Regions from separate parts of the Mus musculus genome. Here all the other regions are linked to region 3. A link is a contact called in public Hi-C data. All regions are on one chromosome and are shown on one strand. Each heading gives the region's core, a stretch centred on a gene start, on an enhancer-like site or on the middle of the called end of the contact. The rest is flanking DNA. Distances are from core to core; before and after follow the strand shown. Region 1 has its middle 25 kb from the start of Gm32130. Region 2 overlaps 1600002D24Rik (RIKEN cDNA 1600002D24 gene). Region 3 has its middle 26 kb from the start of Ets2.

Evidence for each region. A called contact is a pair of places that touch in the nucleus more often than the background predicts.
Region 1: a contact with region 3 is called in a Hi-C map of bone marrow-derived macrophages, with 2.7 times the contacts expected there. The contact joins two enhancer-like sites. A contact is called at or near these places in 24 of 484 Hi-C or Micro-C datasets (the 63-12 cell line, the BV-2 cell line, the C10 cell line and 17 more), 10 of 115 datasets of contacts at active chromatin or transcription factors (CD8 T cells, the HPC-7 cell line, the NIH/3T3 cell line and 7 more) and 4 of 9 other capture datasets (adipose tissue, bone marrow-derived macrophages, liver and 1 more).
Region 2: a contact with region 3 is called in a Hi-C map of the N1E-115 cell line, with 2.8 times the contacts expected there. The contact joins two enhancer-like sites. A contact is called at or near these places in 7 of 484 Hi-C or Micro-C datasets (the N1E-115 cell line, bone marrow-derived macrophages, embryonic fibroblasts and 3 more), 3 of 115 datasets of contacts at active chromatin or transcription factors (the HPC-7 cell line, double positive thymocytes and pancreatic cancer cells) and 3 of 9 other capture datasets (adipose tissue, liver and pancreatic islet).

The regions. Positions count from the first base shown.
Region 1 is chr16:95,825,456-95,829,358 of GRCm38.p6, reverse strand. No RefSeq gene overlaps it. Among named protein-coding and RNA genes, the nearest start is that of Gm32130, 25 kb to the right of the region's middle. Within about 2 kb of position 1,793, at least 126 of the 459 cell types and tissues checked have an H3K27ac peak or open chromatin away from gene starts, as enhancers often do. A contact at or near this core is called in the 63-12 cell line, the BV-2 cell line, CD8 T cells and 7 more, where this site is marked.
Region 2 is chr16:95,845,598-95,849,685 of GRCm38.p6, reverse strand. All of the region lies in intron 1 of 1600002D24Rik (RIKEN cDNA 1600002D24 gene), which reads left to right. Among named protein-coding and RNA genes, the nearest start is that of Gm32130, 45 kb to the right of the region's middle. Within about 2 kb of position 1,290, at least 44 of the 459 cell types and tissues checked have an H3K27ac peak or open chromatin away from gene starts, as enhancers often do. A contact at or near this core is called in the N1E-115 cell line, where this site is marked.
Region 3 is chr16:95,726,175-95,730,251 of GRCm38.p6, reverse strand. No RefSeq gene overlaps it. Among named protein-coding and RNA genes, the nearest start is that of Ets2, 26 kb to the right of the region's middle. Within about 2 kb of position 1,276, at least 179 of the 459 cell types and tissues checked have an H3K27ac peak or open chromatin away from gene starts, as enhancers often do. A contact at or near this core is called in the 63-12 cell line, the BV-2 cell line, CD8 T cells and 8 more, where this site is marked.

The DNA of each region.
Region 1 (3,903 bases), core at 544-3,043, 99 kb before region 3:
GATCTGTTAGTACCATTTGCATGTAGAGTGAAGCTTACTTCTTCAGACAGAATCTTTGAGAATGGATGCTATTTCTCCATTTCCTCCTGAAAATGTGCCTAGACAGATCTGTTTCCCAAGGCCACATTGCAGAGGGGAGAGAATCAGATATTAGGAAAGCAAATCCCACAGAGATTGGATATGCCTCTGAGAGAGGGGACGCAAAGGCCATGTCTGTGCACGGTTGAAGAGAAAGATGGCTCTAGAGTTGACTGTGGCTTCTTGGTTAAAACACAAAACAACAAACAAGCAAACAAAAAACCAGAAGCTACAATCATTTTTTCCCCATCACTGGCCCCAAATGATGGCAATCTAAGTGACAGAGACAATCTTTGAAAAGACTGGTTTATTCTGGAGTGATAGCAACACATGTGCTGTAGCAAATTGTGGGTGCATCTGGGGAGGTTGAGGCAAGATAAACAGGGTAGCTTGTAAATGAATAGTCCTTGACTGTAGGACCAGCAACAGGGATGAGGGAGGGGTAGTTCACAGTTAGACAGGCAATGTCCTTGCAGAAATATTCTCTATGTGAGGTCATGGTGACCTCTGGGCAAGGTAGTGATCCTGACAGCTCCCACTGTCGTCAGGAGCATGCCCATGACAGATCTTCTACTTGCACCAAGCTGGGTAGTGTTAGCTGTCAACTAGACATAACCTGGAATCATCAGGGAAGAATGTCTTTGTGAAGCCTTATCTAGATCAGGTTGGCCTCTGGGCATGTCTCTGAGGATCATTTTGATTGCTGATTGATGTGCGTAGGACCAACCCATGGTGGGCAGCACCATTCCCTAGGCAAAAGGTCCCATCCGGTATGAGAGAAGAGAAAATGAGCTGGGAAGGTTCATAGAACTATTCTCTCTGCCCCTGACTGTGGATGACTAGTGGCTTTAAGATCCTGCTTTAGGGCTGGAGAGATGGCTCAGCAGTTAAGAGCACTGACTGATCTTCCAGAGGTCTTCAGTTTAATTCCCAGCAACCACATGGTGGCTCACAACCATCTGTAATGGGGATCTGATGCCCTCTTCTGATGTGGAGTGTATTCACATACATTAAATAAATAAATAAATAAATAAATATCCTGCTCATGTGAAGCCTATCACCTCACTTCTCAAGTCTTGGTGTGCTCATCAACCAGAAGGAATAAGGACATTGGCTCCAGTCCCTATCTACAAGCTTTAGTGGAATGAGATGACCCAGTGTACTGGCTAGTTTTGTGTCAACTTGACACAGCTGGAGTTATCACAGAGAAAGGAGCTTCAGTTGGGGAAATGCCTCTACAAGATCCAGTTGTAAGGTATTTTCTCAACTAGTGATCAAGTGGGGAGGTCCCCTTGCGGGTGGTGCCATCTCTGGGCTGGTAGTCTTGGGTTCTATAAGAGAGCAGGCTGAGCAAGCCAGGGGAAGCAAGCCAGTAAAGAACATCCCTCCATGGCCTCTGCATCAGCTCCTGCTTCCTGACCTGCTTGAGTTCCAGTCCTGACTTTCTTTAGTGATGAACAGCAATTTGGAAATGTAAGATGAATAAACCCTTTCCTCCCCAACTTGCTTCTTGGTCATGATGTTTGTGCAGGAATAGAAACCCTGACTAAGACACCCAGGCTTCCTGGGTTGCTAGGCAGATGGGGGAACTTAAGCCATCAGCTCAACTGCTCAACTCTATTTTTCTATTTCCTTCTTGAGGTGATGTCATGCTTGTGTGTGTCTCTATAAACGAAACGGGAAGCCTGAGGCTAAGACTGACCACATTTGCCCCATGCTCTATCCTCTTTGTGGCTTTATCTGGCTTCTGTGAGGCCGGCTCCCATCTCTCTGCTCAGCCCGAGGCCTGCTTAACCACAACAATTAGAAGGCTTGCTTTATGGGGAATCTCAGACGATAACTCACTTTGGCTAATTGGAGTGGAATGAAGCTGGCGGTTGGCTCTTGAACACGTTTAGGATGCCAGAATCTACTGTGGGTTGTATGTGTGTGTGTGTGTGTGTGTGTGTGTGTGTGTGTGTGTAGCAGCCAAATTGCCAGGTATGACAGGGAGTGCCTATAGATGTCTCTCTGTGGGAGGCTGAGGTGAAAGGATCTACTACTGAACTCACGACTTCCTGGCTAGCCTGAGCAAAACAGTCAAACTCTCTCTCTCTCTCTCTCTCTCTCTCTCTCTCTCTCTCTCTCCCCCTCTCCCTCTTCCCCTCCCCTCCCTCTTCCCCTCCCCTCTCCCTCTTCCCCTCCCCTCCCCTTCCCCTCCCCCTCCCCTCCCCCCTCCCCTCCCCCTCCCTCTCACCCCTCCCTCTCCCTCTCCCTCCCTCTCTCTCTCTCTCTCTCTCTCTCTCTCTCTCTCTCTTAAAAAATGTGTCAAATTAGAACAGGGGCTCCCAGCTTTGCGTGGTTGATATGTGATACTGGAAGTGTCCTTGAGGTAAGGACTGTCCTGGGTGGTATAAGATGCTCAGCAGACATGGGCCATTACCCTCTAAAGACCAGTAAATCAACCCTCCCTGAATTGTGAAGACTGGGAAAGGTTGAAACAGGGAAGAGAGTGGGCAACAAAGACTCTTTCCTTGCTGGTCTCCGTAGTAGAGACTCTTTCTTATTTTTTTTAAGATTTATTTATTTATTTTATGTATACGAGTGTACTGTAACTGTACAGATGGTTGTGAGCCATCATGTGTTTGCTGGGAATTGAACTCAGGACCTCTGCTCGATCTGGCCCAAAGATTTATTTATTATTATTATATATAAGTACACTGTAGCTGCCATTAGACATACCAGAAGAGGGCGTCAGATCTCATTACGGATAGTTGTGAGCCACCATGTGGTTGCTGGGATTTGAACTCAGGACTTTCGGAAGAGCAGTGCTCTTAATCGCTGAACCATCTCACCAGCCCTAGTGGAGACTCTTTACGTCATGTTTTCTCCAGCCTTCACTTCCTGAAGTTCTAGATGGTATCAAAGGATCCTGGCTTCTCCCTAAAGCTTTGGACTGTCCTGTAGAACTTGAAGATAGATGAGTGTGATTATCAGACAAAAAAGGTTGAATTTACTTATCAAGTTGATCGGCTACATAGATACCACATTTCAGACTCACAGACACAGCAAGATACTTCCAACCATATCTTTTTCAGATTGAGAAAAATCAACTTGAAATCTCCACAATCCTGGGAGGCAGAAATATAAGCAGAGCTGTGTGTTCAAAGGTCACAAGCAAACTGGAGCCCCCCACTTTCCGCAGGCTCTGGCTTCCCTCAGTATCCCACAGAAGTTCTCTGACTTGACAGCTACCAGGGATCCAGTGAAATTCATCTCTTTCGCCTTAACTTCCTTACTTCTAAAAAAAAAAAAAAAAAAGGAGCCGGACAACCCTATACTGTGAGGTACAGATTAAATACGCTCAGCAGTTGCCATGGTAACCACCCTAGCTAAAATGTCTTTACTGTTATCACCAACATCGTTAGTAGTGAGAGTTTTTCCACTCATGGGCTATCATGAGCCTGGGGATCTGCAGCCAGGGCTGGCATTCTAGAACAGTCTTTCATGCCTTTGGAGGTGGTAAGAAACTGCCATTGACTTGGGGAAAAGAAACCATTAGTGTTTTGCTCAAAAGTGTTCTCCTGACAACTGTGGAAACCGTATATATCATACAGGTAACACTAAATGAACCGAGATATATATGAAGGGAGGAAATGACAGTTTTAATTAAAAAAATGTTTACCTGTGACAGGGGCAAAGCCACATTTGTAAGCTTTGAGAAATTCAGATGGATGATTCTCACCAAAGACTCCAGGACTGGTCAGGACTGACTGCAGTAACACCCTGGTGTCTCAGAGGATTGGGAGGAAAGTCTCATTTTGTGCCCTTGTCAGTCCACTGCAG
Region 2 (4,088 bases), core at 41-2,540, 120 kb before region 3:
AGCAGCTGAGGTGCAGGGTGTTTGTCCTGTTGCTACAATGTAATCAGCTCTGCTACAATGAAATCAGCTCTGTGCACAGCTTCCTCAGGTGTGGCTATCTCTAACCTTTCATTCTTCAGCTCTAACCCCAGCTTCCCTGGAAGAGCACCTAGCACAGGCCAGAGTCTCAGTGTGAGAGGACTCCATGAAGTCTGTCAGTACCAGGTCACAGGAACCCCACTGGGCCATGCTGTGTAGTAGCGTATGTAACTGGGACCTCACAGAATGTTCTGTTGCTTTGGATCATTTTTATTTTCCTGGAAGAGTTGCTGAGATCAGCATGAGTCCTTTGCCCACCAGCACTTCCCAGCTATATTCCTATAGCCTGAGGTGCCTTCACATGGAGCACACTGGCTTTGTGAGGAGGTCATTTTCTAGAACCCAAGGACTTTTTGTGTGTATGCTTTTCATTTCTGAGATAGTCTAGGCTGACTTCCAACTTGCTATATATCTGATCATGACCTTGAACTCACGATCCTCCCACATCTATCTCCCACATGCTGGGACTACAGGCATGTGCTGCCATTTCTGGTTGTGTGTTACTAGGGGTTGAGCCAGGGATTGAACCACGTGTGCTAAGCAAACACTTTACCAATTGAGCTGCACTCCCAACCCCACATCCTGAGATTTTTGAAGTGCTGAAGTCACAAGGCTACCTCCAGTCTTCCACATTAAGGAAGAGGGAAACACAGTGTGACGTGTGTGTGTGTGTGTGTGTGTGTGTTTTGTTCCTTATGGTCCTCCAGGGACTGACCCTCCAAGTTGACTGGAAGTGGCTCCCTTCACTTGAAAGTGCCCCTTGCCATCACTCTGGCTTTTGATTTGGCAAGCAGTGACATTTCTGAGGACCACATCAACTCACAGGCCCCTTTCCTATCCAGAACAAACAGTGCTTGTCTGGCTCTTCATCACCCTCTGTGACGCCTGGATGGAATCTGATAAAGAGACCTTTATGGCATTAATTACAACCCGGGCTCCTCGCTGCGTTTTATATGTGAGTCTTGTGTGCTCTGTTTAATGTCAAGGAGAAAGCTCATAACACACCAACATTTATATGGGCCCATTAATCTTCAAAGCCTTGCACTGACTTCAGCCAGCCTCAATGGCCCTCTTGTGCAGGTAATAATAAGGCTTTTTTGGTTTCATATTCTTCCCCCCTCTGCTTCTATTTCTTTGTAGATGAAAAGATACCTAGAAAAATGTGTTGTGATCTATAGGACCCCCTGTTTCAGGTCTGGGGCTGCTGGTTCCCCTCACAGCTCTGTGCATTGCATCAGGGAAGCTCAGATCCACGTGTGATACCCCAAGCCTTTGACTTGAGCCAAGCAAGCTGCTTTTCATTAAACACACACTTCAGTTGGCATGCACTTCTCTCAAATTAGCAAAGGAGTTTCTGTGTGCAGAGCTGGGACCGGAAGGAGTGGGGATCTCTGGAGAGCCATGCCAGTTTACTGGTGTTTGTAGGCTGCTGGGCCCTGGCTGTGCTCATCAGTGGAAGGAACTGGACAGGCTAGCCCCTTACCCTGGAAGTCCCAGCTCTGATGTTTCATGAGGTCTGTGTTAGGCTGGGTTAGCAATTCCTAGACCCCATTTCAGAAAGCACAAGTCCCACACATATGTTTGCAAATTAATAGCAGGCAGAACTATGTTCTGGGGAAGGCGTGGGACCACTCAGTGTCCTTGTGGGTGTGTGTAGCAGCCTCTCTCCACTGTGACACATTCCAGCTGCTTTTGGACTTTGCTAAATTTATTTTTACATAAAGGATCTGAAAAGGCCATTGAAATAGTTTTAGTTTAATTTTAAATTAATTAAATCTGGTGGATTTGGATCTAAAATTAGAGAAGTTAAGAATAAAGTCTCCAGATACAGCTAAATGCAGCATGTGAATGTGTACACATATGCACACATAGGCGTGTGCGCATGCACACACACACACACACACACACACACACACACACAGAGCTGATCTTGGAGATGTGAGTTGAACGGTGGTTACCAGAGGCTGGGTGAGGATAGAGGAGGGCGAGGATAGAGGAAGGAGCAGGAGCGACTGCTGAGTTACAATTACAAAGGAACAAAATCCTCTGGTGTGCCTTGTAGAGTAACTGGGTAACAGTGACCATAAATATGTATTTCAAAAGCCAGAAGAATAAACTTCAAACATTTGCATCTTGAAGAAAGGAGAGGAAGCAGCTGTTTATTGAGGCTCGACATGATACAAGTTCCTTTTAAACTGATACATTGAGGCTCGACACCACACAAGTTCATTTTAAACGGATACATAAACGGATACATAAATGCCCATGCTGAAAGGTACCATGAGATGTTGAAATACATGCTCCCTGCAGACAAGCTCCTCTTTTGAGTTCTCCATTCTGCACCACCCCCAGCCTGACCAGTGTATCCAAATCAGGTGACCAGCAGCACATGCTGCTATCGATGGAACAATCTAGACAGGCATGGAGGCTCACACCAAATCCCAGCACTTAGAAGGCAGGGGCAGGAGAATTACCATGAGTTTGAGGCCAATGTAACCTTCATTTCATCCAGAGCTACATAATGGGACCCTGTCTCTAAATAAGCAAGATAATGAATACATACATTCATATACACACATATACACTCAGTGGTTCAATAGATTTTTTTTGGGCCCAGGGTCAGGACAAGATGTCAGTAAAGACTTCAGTAGTAGGGGACTACTGGTGTGTGTGTGTGTGTGTGTGTGTGTGTGTGTTTTGCACCATCTGTTGAGTGTTCCTGCTATGGAACATTCTGAAGTGGGTCAATCTAAGGTTATCTTTGGGTTGTCATTATGAAGTCTGAAATTAAAGTAATTGCTTGAGATACTGTCATTATGGTCACATGGCCAAAGGATTCAGGTCTAATATCTAGGTAAGAGGATGTCTCCACCCTGCTAGAAATGGTAGTGGCAGTGTTAACACACAATCTTCCTGCTTGGCAAGTGTATTGTGTCCACTTTCCTTCAAGAACTAACTCCTTTGGCCTTCTATAGCATCAAACTATGAGGTCATTTTAGTGTGATGGATACACATATGTGCAGATGTTTATCAACACACACATGTATGCATGTGATGCTTTAGCTCTCTTGTAGACTACCAAGGATTTGCTCCATATCATTCGGTTCACCTCCAAAAAGTGGAGGTGATAGGTTGAGGTCAAGGTTCTCAAGCCAGGCAGCCGGTCAGCTCATGGCCTTCCACAGGCAAGTCCTAGATGCCACAGGCTCTGCTCACACGATGCCTTGGCCGTTCTGACTTGGTAGAGTGTCAATCCTCGATCATCTCAGTGCTTGAGGTTGGACGTTCTCCACCTCCTGTCGTCTCCCTTCCCACAAAGGACACAGTCTCTGCAGGAGACTGTTTTGTTTTGAGACAGGGTCTCCTGTATCCAATGCAGCCTTTGCTGTGCAGTTGAGATGATCTTGGATTTCGGATCTCCTTGCTTCTGAAGTGTGTATCTCCACCTAAGCTTATGTTGTACTAGCCATGGAACCCATGGCAAGGGAGAACTCTATCAACATGGCTGCATTTCTAGCCCCCTTCAGGAGACTCATCTGGACCCCAGATCTTCCTGCAGGTTTCAATCATGGATCCCCCTTTCTTTCACAGTTTCAATTCTATCCCTGCATTTTCTTAGCTTCTGTGGCCTCCACCCTCACTCTTCCTCAAATCACCCACGTTACCTCTTTAGGAACTTACCTCTCTGAGAAGTCTTCCTAGAGCCCAGCAGGGTGTGGCTTCCTTTGCCCACCTCCTCAGCAGTCCAGTGATCTATCCAACTCTGTCATAATTCCATTATAGTGACGTCTGCTTTGACTTGTTTGACTTTACCAGAAGCTGTCACAGCCTCTCTTTACAAGTACCTGATTTCACTCTAAACTCAGTGGCTTGCTTCTCCCTCTGGTTCTGGGCACAAAGGGCAGCCACTCCATACTCTTTGATCCAGTTGCACAGGATAGGAGTCTGCTCAAGCTTTTAATTAACCTTTATGACATGCATGTGAGTTACAGAGAAAATTAACGGAGGAA
Region 3 (4,077 bases), core at 27-2,526:
GAGTCGTCCATTCACTTCCAGCCCTAGAACCTCAAGGTGGGGCTGGGTTCAGAGACAGCAGAGACTTTACAGAGGCACCTGGATTAGGATTAGGTCTCCGTGGTGCACTAAGGTAGGCTGCTGTTATCTTATGAACAGGAGAATGTGGACACAGGAGCACCACTTTCCTGTGCAGCAAGTGGAGGCTGGGGTGAAGAGCCAGGCAGGGTAGATGATGCACGGACGCCGTGTCTATGTCCACACAGCAGGGAAGGAGCTGGGGGTGGATGATGCTTATTTTCCCAAAAGGAACAAAACTGGTGACATCCTCACGTCACACAACAGCTTGCAGAGCAATAATAAAATAAATGCTGCCAATGTGTGGCCCTGGATGCCAGCCCCACGGAGTTAATGCTTACAAGATGTGGGAGGGTGGACTAAAAGAAACAGCTAATGTGAAAGCAGCAGGGTGTTTTCTCATGTGTGTGCATGTGTGTGCATTTGGTGTGTGCTCACATGTATATATCATGTGCACGTTCCAAGGACTGAAGTCTTAGCTCCCATACACATCAGGCATAGCAAGTCAGGAGCTACACTGATGGATCAGGATCCAGCCCCTCTGGTGCAGGAGTTTTATCTCTCTAAGCCTCAATTCCCACATCTGCAAAATGGGAGTAGTAAAACCAACCTCTCAAGGAATAAATGGAATGGCAGATGAAAGTGAACTTTGAAAATGGTGCTGGCTGTTGCAGCCATTAATTATGTGCTTACTTTATGATATGGACAGCCGCATCCAACCCCAAAGTGGGTGGTATTTCTCAGCACCAGGTTCATGTGAAGGTGACCACAGCCAACATGTAGTTCTTTTCTATTCAGAGTCCAAGTCTCATGTGCTTTTTTTTTTAGCCTCCGTGTTCTGTCTTCCAGCCAGCCTGCCTCTCTCTGGTCCACTGGACTGCACGAACCCGTGCTTCTGATGTGCTGTGCCACGTGATCACATGCTGAACCCTGGCTCTACATCTGAAGAGATTAGAGTTGGACACATGGAGACAGCTTGTGGGAACTGGCTTTGGCAATCCTGAACCATTGTGCCACCTGAACATGGCTTCGGGAGACAGGGAGGGGACAGTTACTCATAGCGCCTAGAACAAAAACCATGTCAGTTCCAGTTGCAACGATGTCATCACACCAGCTATGCCCAAAAATGGACTTTCCCAAGTGTCATATTTCAGGCAGGACTCACATGACTGAGCTCCGCCCAAGAGTTACAACATGCTTTCATAACCGGGGGTTTCCCCGGCTAAGCTTTTGGGTCTCACCCTTCTGTATTGCTCTGAGAGAGCTGACAGATCAGCATCTGGCCCAGATGAAGAGATCTGAAGGTCATGGGTAATTTGAAATGCAAACCAAGGGCTGTGGATAGAGGAACTGGGAGCCTGAAGGAGCCCTAGTGTGACATCTGCAGTAGTGTTGATGATTCCTTTTTAAAAATAACAACTGTTGTGTTAGAGAGAGAGAGAGAGAGAGAGAGAGAGAGAGAGAGAGAGAGAGAGAGAGAGAGAGAAGCCAGGCATGTTTGGTGGATGAGTGGTATGGTACAGGGGAAGGGGGTGCCTCTGAGTGCCCATGCTGAGGCATCCCTTCCCCCTGAGGGACCAGCCACAGGATGAGTATAGTATATAATAGAGCTTATTTGGGGCATGAGGAGGGGAGTTGGGGGAGGGAGGGAGGGAGGGAGGGAGGGAGGGAGGGAGGGAAGGAGGGAGGGAGGGAAGGAGGGAGGGAGAGAGAGAGACAGAAGAAGAAGGAGGGTGAGGAAGAGGAGGAGGAGGAAGAGGAGGAAGAGGAGAAGGAGAAGGAGAAGAAGAAGAGGGGAAGAGAGGAGAGGAGAGGAGGGGAGGGGAAGGGAGGGGAGGGGAGGGGAGGGGAGGGGAGGGGAGGGGAGAGGAGAGGAAAGGAGAGGAGTGGAGTGGAGAGGAGAGGAGAGGAGAGGAGAGGCTAGCCATGAGGAGTGGAGAGAGTGGGGAGAGAAGGAACAGAGGAAGAAGAGGGTAAGAGAGCAAGAGAAGAAGAAAGAAGAGAGTGAGGAGGGGCCAAGCAGCCCCTTTTATAGTGAGTCAGGCACACCTGGCTGTTGCCAGGTAACTGTGGGGTGGAGCCTAGAAGGAATGCCATCACCAATAAATAACATTTTATTTTAAAAATTATACAGTATATTTTGATCATATATTTTCCCCTTGTTTAAATTCTTCTCAGATCCTTCCTACTTCCATCCCTTCCCAACTGCATGTTCTTTGCGTCTCTCAAGGCAAAAACAAAACCCAAAAACTGAAAATTAAAACATAAACCTAAAAAAAAAAAGTCAATAGGACAAAAAAAAATGTCCAAACAAAACAAAACAATAGTGTGCCGGACCCCTTCCCCCAAACAAAACTTCTGGAGTTGGTTTTGTGTTAGCTAACTACTCCTGGGCATGGGACCTGCCTTGGAGTGTGGTATTCCCAGGGATAGCCATTTGAGACAATGGATTTTTCCTTCTACCAGAAAGTATCCATTGCAAATAGTTTCTTAGTTAGGGGTGATACTTTGTGTCCACTTCCCTTCCTCCATGCTGAGATTTTGTCTGGTTTGAACCTGTGCAGGTCTTGGTATGCTACTGTAGTCTCTGTGAGTTATTATTATTATTATTATTATTATTATTATTATTATTATTATTATTATTATTTTATCAATCCTTTTATATCTGATACCTCTGGCTCTTCCAATCTTTCCCCTCCACTTTCATAAAGGTCCCTGAGCCTTGATGAGGTCTGGCAGGGCTTGATAAAGACATCTTCTCTGCACGTTATCTAGCTGTGGGTCTCTGTGTCAATTCTCATCTATTGCAAGAAGCTTCTCTGGTAGGGGCTGAGAGATGCTTTCATCTGTGGGCATAGGAGTATAGCATTAAGCTACATTTTATTGCTAATGTCCTTTAGAAGAGTAACAGTAATTGATCTTTTCCTAGGCCCATGACCTATATAACCTCAGAGTCACCTATATGTTCTGTCTCATGGAGTAGGTCTTAAATCTGGCAAAAAAAAAAAAAATGCTTGGTTATTACCATAACCTTTGTGCCACACCTGCACCAGTCTATCAGACAAGCGCCTGATTGCTGTAGGCTGAGGGTTGGTTCTGATGACTGCTTTCCCCCTCTGGTAGAGCACAGAGTAACTTCCGGGTACTGTGTCTGCTGGTCAGACCTGGTGAAGCCTCTAGTTGGGCAGCATCTCAGTTTCTTCATGGTTGATGGCATACGTAAGCTGTGTCTTCAGCGATAGGGCCTTACCATCATGTGTGGATAGCAACCAATAGCATTTGCAACAGCCTGTGGTATTGGGGGTGAGGGCAGACCTGTTTATGGACTGCTCTCTCCAGTGATGTAAGGCATTCCTGATGCTGGAGATTATACTTAGTAGTATAGGATGTGCAGTTGAGGCATTGTCTTGCCCCTTACACAGTGACTCCATTTACATTCCTTTCATATATGTGTATACTTTAGGAAGCTTTTAGAGTAGGTTTCTGTATTACTTTTCAGAAGTCCTTTGGTGTTAGTTACCCCTCCCCCAACTCTCTCATCCATCCTTCTCCCCCCCCCCTCCATATTTCACCCTCCTAATATTGTTTTCTGTATCTCTTTATAGCACTACAGTCTCTTTCCCCTTCCTTGGAAGATCCCGCCCCCAGTCCCTTATTATCTACCTCGATGGATATTTGAAGCACACATATCTAAAGCTTAAGAGATGGCATCCATACATAAGAGGAAATAAGCAAAATTTGTCTTCCTCTGGGTTTCCTCACCCAGGATGATTTTTTTTTTCTAGCTCTACTCATTTGCCTGAACTTTTCATAATTTCATTTTTATTAACAGTTGCAAAATATTTCATTATATAATAGTCTAGATTTTCATTATTATTTATTAGGAGGTGCACAGCTAGGTTGTTTCCAGTCTCCAGCTATTACGAATAGTGCAGCAACAAACACAGATGAGTGAGGATCTCTATAGTAAGATAGAGAGTATTTTGGGTATGTGGCCAAGAGTAATATAGCTGCATACTG